Linked DNA regions of Sus scrofa: region 2 is linked to region 1. Evidence: chromatin contacts called from public Hi-C data. All regions are on one chromosome and are shown on one strand. The core of a region is the stretch at or near the end of the contact, and the rest is flanking DNA. Distances in the headings are between cores, read along the strand shown. Region 1 holds the start of BIRC6 (baculoviral IAP repeat-containing protein 6). Region 2 holds the start of YIPF4 (protein YIPF4).

Region 1 (4,430 bases), core at 1,826-4,325:
GGATGCTTTTTATCAAGTTGAGGAAATTTCCCTCTATTTTTAGTTTGTTGAGAGGCTTTTTTTTTTTCCTTGAGTGGTTTTTGGATTTTTATCAAATGCTTTTTCTGTATCAGTAAGGCCTGCTTTTTGAGTCCACATATCTGATTCCAGCAAATTCCTCTTTCTAGAATGACTGTCTGTGAGAATTTCTACTTCCTTTAGGTGATTACCACCTATACCCAAGATGATCGGGCTGGAGGCCCTCAAAAGGCAATCACTTCAAAATAGACTAGGTGTGAAAATCAGTACATTTTCAGTGTCAGGAGTATTTCATTCCATGAGTAGAAAGACATTAATAACACAGAATGCTAAACTTCACCAAGTCTTGCCTAGTTTCACTTTCATGATCAATTCCAGGAATCTTACCCTGAATCCTGAAACACTTCACTGCAGGCTGGAGGTCTCAGCAAGTGCTCAAAAATGCACACTCACAAAACAAGCAACAAATTACATTAAGAATGCTCTTTGAAACACTGGTTTTGCTGAATTCTGTGCTTACATGGGTTTGTCAAATGTTGATAAAAGGAGGTTAAACAGTATTCTTTGTCATAGGAGGTCTTTTGATTTGCTAATATGTACTATAAATCTCCCAAGTGGACAAATATAAGGGGAGTTCTTTCCTCAATTTTTTTTTTTTTTTGATTGTGAAAGTGCTATATTTCAGAAAAACTTGGGGGTAATGAGCTTTGGAGAATGCTGGTTTACAGGGAAAGCAATCTAAATAAATATTTTTTGGTCCCAACCAAAAAAAAGGTAACAGACTAACAACAACAACAAAAAACTGTCTTTCATTCTCTTCAACACAGTACAACATTAAAGTACACTAAATTTAAATTTAGTGTTCAGGTTAGTAGTTTGTTTTCCCTACCAACAAGATGTGGTGCTTGGTTTGTATTAGAGGCCTATTCAGGGGAACTGTACAGATTAATGGAAAAGTTTGGCCCAAATGGATCTTGAGAGACAAAATCTTTGAAATAGCAGTTTTTATAGTGGCAGCTTGTGTCCTGAGATTAAAAAAAAAAAAAAAAAAAGTTTTGAAAAGAATACTTCTAGTCACATTTAGATGTTTTGTTTTTGTCTTTTCTAGGGCCACACCCATGACATGTGGCATTTCCCATGGCTAGGGGTCCAGTCGGAGCTGTAGCTGCTGGCCTACACCAGAGCCACAGCAACAAAGGATCCGAGCCAAATCTGCGACATACACCACAGCTCGTGGCAGCGTCGGATCCTGAGTGAGGCCAGGCCCTCACGGTTTCTAGTCAGATTCATTAACCACTGAGCCACATTGGGAACTCCATCTAGTCACATTTAGATTGGATTATTCGTACTGCTTTATTTATCTTAAGACACTGAAGTTTTGAGCAGGAGAGTTAAGTTTGGAGTACGGATTTTGGAGTCAATGCTGAATTGAAACTCCAGCTTGCTCTTATCCTGCTCCTTGGAAGCTGTGAGATCTTGGACAAGTCATTGAACTTCCCTGTGTTTCCATTTTTATAGTTTATAAGTACTTGTAAGAAACCGCAGTAGGGTGAATAATTTGATCATCTCCATTTGACTCTCTTGGAACATTCTCAGAATGTATAAGTGAGTTGCCTAAATTCACAGATAAATGAAGCCACAGTGACTTTAATATTTGGGTATTTTTCCACTTTATTATATGTTGCCTCATAATGAATATATAGGTTATATAAATACAACTTTGCATACGAATTAACAGTTTTAAGATGTAATTGGGATAATCCATGCAGATTTCCTGAAGCAAGTCTGCTAGAATTTGAGAAGGCAATTAACGTTCATAATTTTTATTGAGCACCTACTACCATGTGTCAGATCCCATTCTACACATTTTACAAATGATTCTTAATCTTCTCAAGAGCACTTTGATTAGATTTTAAGGAAGAGGAAATTAGACTGAGATAATAGAATGATTCTCAAATACAGAGTTCTTGACTGTGCTGCATGAATCTACATGTGATAAAATGACATAGAACCATATACATATCATAAGCCAAATCCCTGCTTTTGATATTGCACTGAAATTATGTAACTGTTAGTGGAAGCTGGACAAGTCAGACCTGTTCTATCTTTGAGAAGTAATGGTCAGGTGTTTTATAGAATGAACTTCGATTCGGGTTTGTCCAATGTTTTTCTCACAGATAAGGAGTTATGGGTTTTGGAGAGGCAGACCACAGAGGTTAGTTTGCAATTGTGAATCAATCTAACAATTAATTTGAAACAAAAAGCAAAAAAAAAAAAAAAAAAAGCATTGTTATTTTCCAAAGGTGATTTGTAAATCTACCTAACTAGCCTTTTCTTGTTCTGCAACCCCCCAACACACCTATTAACAATTCGCATTTGGAATGTGGGTAGAGAAACTAATCTTAACTATATGCTTCCAGCGCCGAGCATCTGGTTCAACAAAAAGATCTGGGGATGGGGGGGCAGTGTAATAGGCATAGGCTTGGTGAGGTCGTTCGGTTTCTCCAAGTCAAGACTAGAGATTTTTCAGACTGCTTATCCTCACACCAGAGTCGAGGTTCAGACTCTGAGGTCTCCTTTGGGCCACGGCCAAACATTTGCACCGCGTGTGCCAGGAACTGTCCGGGCGCAGCTGGAACTGCAGCAAAGGGCCTCAAGGCATTTCAGTCAGGTCGCTCCCGCCCGGGTCTCCGCCTAGCGGAAATACACGCCCCAGCCCCTCACTCACTAACCCTCCACCCCTCCACCGCCAGGAGCAGGGGAGCGGGGCGGAGTTTAGGTAGCGGCCCCTCCCCGAGCTTGGAAAAAGTGGGACGTTGTGGCGGAGCGGCTAGCCGGGCCAGCGGCGCGAGCCACGCGCAAGCCCTCCCGCGCATGCTCCGCCCGCCGGTCTCGCGCGCCCGCCCCGGGCCCCGCCTCTCTCGCTTCTTCTACCCCCTCCCCCGCCAGCCTCCCTCGAAGCTGGGCCCCTCTGGGCGCGCGGCCGACGTCCCGCGTGCGTGCCGGCGCCTGACTTCACTTCCGGCTAACGCGCTCCGCTTGCCCCCTGGCCCCGGATGGTGACTGGCGGTGGTGCTGCACCTCCCGGGACTGTCACTGAGCCGCTTCCCAGTGTGATTGTGCTGAGCGCAGGCCGGAAGATGGCGGCTGCGGCTGCGGCGGCCTCGGGCCCGGGCTGCTCCTCGGCGGCGGGGGCAGGAGCGGCCGGGGTCTCCGAGTGGCTGGTGCTGCGGGACGGCTGCATGCGCTGCGACTCCGACGGGCTGCACAGCCTTTCCTACCACCCGGCGCTCAACGCCATTCTGGCCGTCACCAGTCGCGGGACCATCAAAGTCATCGACGGCACCTCAGGGGCCACCCTGCAGGCCTCGGCGCTCAGCGGTGAGTGTGCGGCACGCTGGGCGGGGGCCGGGCCCGCCGCGGGAGGAGCCGGGCCCCGGGATGCCGGGGAAGGAAGCCGCCCAGCCCCCGGGCTCGGCCTCCGGAGGAGGGAAGCGGCGTGTTGGGAGCCGGTGGCGGAGGGCAGGGCTCGGGGCTCAGGCCTGGCTGTGAAGGGAGGCCCGGAAACTGATGGAGGAGGACCTTCGGACTTGGCTTTTTCAGCGGCTGCAGCTGGGAAGGAAAGAAGGGCGAGGCCCGGAGTGGTGGGAGTTGCCTTTGGGGCCTTGAGCGTCCGGTGTAGGTTGGACCTCTGGGAGAGGTGAGGAGGTCTCGGAGCTTGGCACGGGAGAAGCCTAGGCCCCTGGCTAGGTCCTGGAGAGCGTGTCGGTACTGCCTGCTGTTAGATCAGAGAGGGAAAGGGTCGCAGCGTTGGTTCCAACGTGAGAGGCAGGTGGCTGGAGGCGAGCGTCCTAGCCGGCATCCAAGCCCTCCGCTCTTACGGAGAGAAGTGGTTCCGCGCTATTCCTGGGACCCGCAGGTGCTGGGATGTACAGCAGGCTTGGCTCCGGGGGTGGGGGTGGGGTGGGCCTGGAGTGGGGGTGGGGAGGGAAGTGGGCGGGCCAGCTGCCTGAACTGTTCCGTAGACGACTTTAGGACTCTGGCTGACGCCATGGAAGACGCCTTGTCCCCTAACTCGGGGCTTCCACCTTCTACCCCCCAGGGACGAGAAACTCAGCACCTGCGGTGTATGAGCTGTAGATTCCGTTGGTTTCGTACTGAGTGAGACCTTAGGCCGTCTCTGCTTGTTTGACCACATCGAGCGGAAAGTTGGGATACGGAAGCATGTGGAGGAGCTCGCCTGTGGAGGAGAGCTGTTCTAGCTGGTGTAAACGTTGGTCTAGGACCGGACTTGAAGTGTGCGTGAGGTGAACGCTCAGTGGGTTGGAGTGGAGTGTTTTGCAATTGCCCTGGCCAAGTTACGTTGGCTGAGATGACATTTCATTTGCAGTTGAATGATGACTGGCTTAATT
Region 2 (4,682 bases), core at 389-2,888, 71 kb before region 1:
TGGCTTAGGCCTGTGGCTACAGCTTGGATTCTACTCCAGGCCTGGGAACCTCCATATGCCCGGGAATCTCGATATGTTCAGTTGGGCCCTAAAAAGACTCCCCCCCCCTGCAAAAAAAAAATCCTATACAATTAAGTAATGACTAAGGGAAACCAATCTTGGGATCCAAGGCCAGGGCTATACCTCTAAAAACATGCCTAGTTCTTTTTTTTTTTAATTACTCAAATTTATCACATCTATAGCTGTATAATGATCATAACAATCTGATTTCACAGGATTTCCATCCTACAGCCCAAGCACATCCCCCTACCCCCCAAACTATCTCCTCCAGAGACCATAAGGTTTTCAATGTCTGTGAGTCAGCATCTGTTCTGCAAAGAAGTTCCGTCTGTCCTTTTTTCAGATTCCACATGTCAGTGAAAGCATTTGATGTTGGTATCTCATTGTATGGCTGACTTCACTTAGCATGATAGTTTCTAGGTCCATCCATGTTGCTAAAAATGCTGGTATTTCGTTCTTTTTGATGGCTGAGTAATATTCCATTGTGTATATGTACCACCTCTTCTGGATCCACTCCTCTGTCAATGGACATTTAGGTTGTTTCCATGTCTTGTTTATTGCAAATAGTGCTGCAATGAACATTGGAGTACATGTATCTTTGCGAGTCGTGGTTTTCTCTGGATAGATGCCCAGGGGTGGGATTGCTGGATCAAATGGTAGTTCTATGTTTAGTTTTCTGAGGAAACTCCATACTGCTTTCCACAGTGGTTGCACCAATTGACAATCCCACCAATAGTGTGATCGGGTTCCTTTTTCTCCACACCCTCTCTAGCACTTCTTGTTTGTAGACTTTTGGATGACGGCCATTCTGGGTGGTGTAAGGTGGTACTTCAGAGTGGTTTTGATTTGCATTTCTCTAAGAATGAGTGATGTTGAACATCTTCTCATGTGTTTTTTGGCCATCTGTATGTCTTCTTTGGAGAACTGTCTATTTAGATCTTCTGCCCATTTTTGGATGGGGTTGTTTGTTTTTTTGGTATGGAGCTGCAGAAGGTGTTTATAAATTTTGGAGATTAATCCCTTGTCAGTCCATTCACTTGCAAAGATTTTCTCCCATTCTGTGGGTTGTCTTTTTGTTTTGTTTCGGGTTTCCTTTGCTGTGCAGAAACTTTGAAGTTTGATTAGGTCCCATTTGTTTATTTTTGTTTTTATTGTCAATACTCTTGAGAGGTGGATCTGAGAAGATGTTGCTGTCGTTTATGTCAGAGAGTGTTTGGCCTATGTTTTCCTCTAAGAGTTTTATAGTGTCTGGTCTTATATCTAGGTCTTGAGTCCACTTTGAGTTTATTTTTGTGTATGGTGTTAGGCGTATTCTAATTTCATTCTTTTCCATGTGGCTGTCCAGTTTAAAACATGCCTAGTTCTGACATTCCTTGACTCGCCCAGTTAATAAAGCAGAGGAAAGAGATAAATGCCCGAAGGGAGGAGGCTTAGACAGCAAGAAGCCTGAGTTTTCCACTCTTTACAAGTGAGCTTCCTGTCCTGAGTAACCTTCCGGAATCAACAACACGGAGAGCCAATCAGAACCTTCCCCCGGTAGCCAATGGGAGAGCACATTACAAAGAACCAATCCCAGCGGCGCTGTCACTGTTATGGTCCTGTCAGGACGCCGGCGTCGTGGTGTTTGGGCTGTCGCCACCCAGAGGACTTCGGTGGGGGACTCTCGGGCAGCCCCGCGGCCCGCAGCGGTTTTCTCCGGCCTCGCTCCTAGGCAGCACTTCCCGGCTCTCGGGCCGCACTGTAGGCGCGCGTGCAAGTCGGCTCCGCGGCTGCCTTGGGGCTTGGGCCCAACTGCAGCCTCGTCCCCCGCCGCGGGCTCCGAGGGGCCGCGCGATGCAGCCACCCGGCCCGCCCCCGGCCTATTCCCCTCTAACGGGGACTTCACCTTTGTCACCTCAGCAGACGCAGAAGGTGAGACTGAGCCTCAGGAAGGCCCATCACCTCGGGGGACGCCGGGCCGGCCGCGGGGGGGGTCTTTCTGGTGCCGAGGCGGTTGTGGCAGGGTGGAGACGGGCAGGAAGCTGACCCGTGGGTGACTCGAGTCCTGGGCGCCTGCCGGGCCTTCCGAGTGGCGGAGGGAGAGCTGTGAGGAGCTTTCCGAGTGGCTCGGTAAGCTTCTCGCTTTCCCCACGCTTTCTGGTGGCAGGGTTTTCTGGCGGGCTTACCCACCTCAAGTGGACTCACATGATCCCAGGATTTTAATTCTAAAATGACTTGGTCTTATTCAGAAAAGGGATGGTTAGATTGGCCGAGGTAGGCGTCAAAGGCTGAGAACGTGGAAGGAGAACTGTGCTGCTCAGTATCAGTAGATAACTTTTTGCTGGGACTGGATTCGGCGCTGCAAACATTAACTTACCTCGAGGAGTTCATGGTTTTTGTGGAATACGATATCTTGCCCATGTCCCAGTTTTCCTCCTCTTCTGTGGTGTTTGACCTCAGTATTCGGAGAGGTAGACCAAGATATATTTGAAACTTAATTGTAATCCAGCTAGGTGTTCCCAGTAGCTTCTACAGATTTCCTTCTATATTGTTTTGGAGAGGTTTTTCTACAGCATGGGAGAATTTATTTTCCTCCCTTTCTCTGTCCTTGCCAGACTCTTTGAAACCGAAATCTGTCTCTGGTAGTCGTTTTCAAATGTTGCTTTTGTTAGGCTTTGTACACCAGTTAATTTTCCAGTGACCACAGGTATTGCTCAGTATGAAAAGATAAATTACACTTAGCTATAGAAATTTAATTCTAGAGAAGGGTGTGTTTCCTGAAGAATCTTTTCCTAGTGCATCGCTTACTTTGCCTTTTTTCTGTCTTTTCTTTCCTTGTTTTGCTTTTTTGAATGGCATTGTTGAAAGAAAATCATACTGTAGTTTTGGTTATACTTTAAAATGTAGAATAGGAGTTCCCATTGTGGCTCAGTGCTAATGAACCTGTCTAGTATCCATGAGGATTCAGGTTCGATCCCTAGCCTCACCCAGTGGGGTAAGGGTCTGGTGTTGCCTTGAGCTGTGGTGTAGATCGCAGATCAGACTCCGAGTTGCTGTGGCTGTGGTGTAGGCTAGCAGCTGCAGCTCTGATTTTACCCCTAGCCTGGGAACTTACATAAGCCACAGGCATGGCCCTGAAACAAACAAACAAACAAACAAAAAATAGTAAAGTAAAAATTTTACCATGGAGAACATAGCTGATACCTTTACCGTAATACGGAAATTTGGTGAACTATAACAACGCAGAATATTTTAATTTGTTTCATCTACATTTGGTATCATAGTGCTTGGGGAGGAATCCAACCTTAATTTTCCAGATTTTAAGAAAAAATTGTCATTAAGTATCAGCACCTGATGTTTGTTCACACTTATGTGTCTGTGTTTATATTTTTCATATTCTTCCTTCCTCCAGGATTCTCTTTCTTATTTATTTTTTTATTTTTATTTTTGTCTTTTTAAGGCCACACCTGTGGCATATGGAGGTTCCCAGGTTAGGGGTTGAATCCAAGCTGTAGCCACCAGCCTACACCACAGCCACAGCAACACCAGATCCGATCTGTGTCTGTGACCTACACCACAGCTCACGGCAATGCTGGATCCTTAAGCCACTGAGTGAGGCCAGGGATTGAACATACATCCTCATGGATGCTAGTCAGATTCGTTTCCCCTGAGCCATGACAGGAACTCCTCTTTTTTAAATATACATGAGAAATCAGACAACAATATAACATAGACTCCATACACCAAACCAAGAAACCTGGAATAAGTAAAATCCATAAGATTTATTCAAACTTCTCTATATAGCCTCTAATGGTGTATAGACTACCTGTATATCCAGAGATATACAGACAAGGATATATAGGTATGTGTATAATAATACATTTATGTTTACCACATAATACAGTTTAAATTTACACAGTAGTTTAAGCAAATGACTTGTTTGGTCTTTATAAGAATCCTGTTGAGCTTTATTATTTCTGTATTTTATAGTGAAATTGAGATTTGGAAAAGTCCAGTGACCTCCACATGAGGGATCTGGAATTAAGAGTTAGTGTTCTGTCTCCCCAGATTTCTTCTTTTCTTTCTTTCTTTTCTTTCTTTCTTTCTTTTCTTTTCTTTTTTCTTTCGTTCGTTCGTTCGTTCTTTCTTTCTTTCTTTCCTTTCTTTTTCTTTCTTTCTTTCTCTCTCTCTCTTTCTTTCTTTCTTTCTTTCTTTTTCTTTCTTTTTCTTTCTTCTTTCTTTCCTTTTTTGCCACACCTGTGGCTTATGGAAGTTCCCAGGCTAGGTGTGAAATCAGAGCTATAGCTGCTGGCCTATGCCATAGCATCTCCAGATCTGAGCTGCGTCTGCAGTCTACACCACAGCTCATGGTAATGTTGGATCCTTAACCCACTGAGTGAGGCCAGGGATCGAACCTTCATCCTCATGGATACTAGTCAGATTTGTTTCTGCTGAGCCAAGACGGGAGCGCCTCTTTTTTTTTTTTTTTGCTCTCCAGAACTTGTCTTTTTTTTTTTTAATTTTTTAAAGTTTTATTGAAATTTACTTAATTTACAACATTGTGATAATTTCTGCTGTACAACAGAGTGATTAAACCAGTTTCCCTAATTATAGAATTCCCTGAGCCTGTAATATGCCAATAT

The links. A called contact is a pair of places that touch in the nucleus more often than the background predicts.
Region 2: a contact with region 1 is called in a Hi-C map of liver, with 5 times the contacts expected there. The contact joins the promoter of YIPF4 here to the promoter of BIRC6 in region 1. A contact is called at or near these places in 2 of 47 Hi-C or Micro-C datasets (blood and liver) and 2 of 2 datasets of contacts at active chromatin or transcription factors (alveolar macrophages and skeletal muscle).

Annotation. Positions count from the first base shown.
Region 1 is chr3:107,268,015-107,272,444 of Sscrofa11.1, reverse strand. It overlaps BIRC6 (baculoviral IAP repeat-containing protein 6), which reads left to right and starts at 3,075. Exons shown (of 78, transcript XM_021087656.1): 1 at 3,075-3,399. The coding sequence starts at 3,075.
Region 2 is chr3:107,336,985-107,341,666 of Sscrofa11.1, reverse strand. YIPF4 (protein YIPF4) reads left to right here and starts at 1,638. Exons shown (of 6, transcript XM_021087657.1): 1 at 1,638-1,971. The coding sequence starts at 1,653.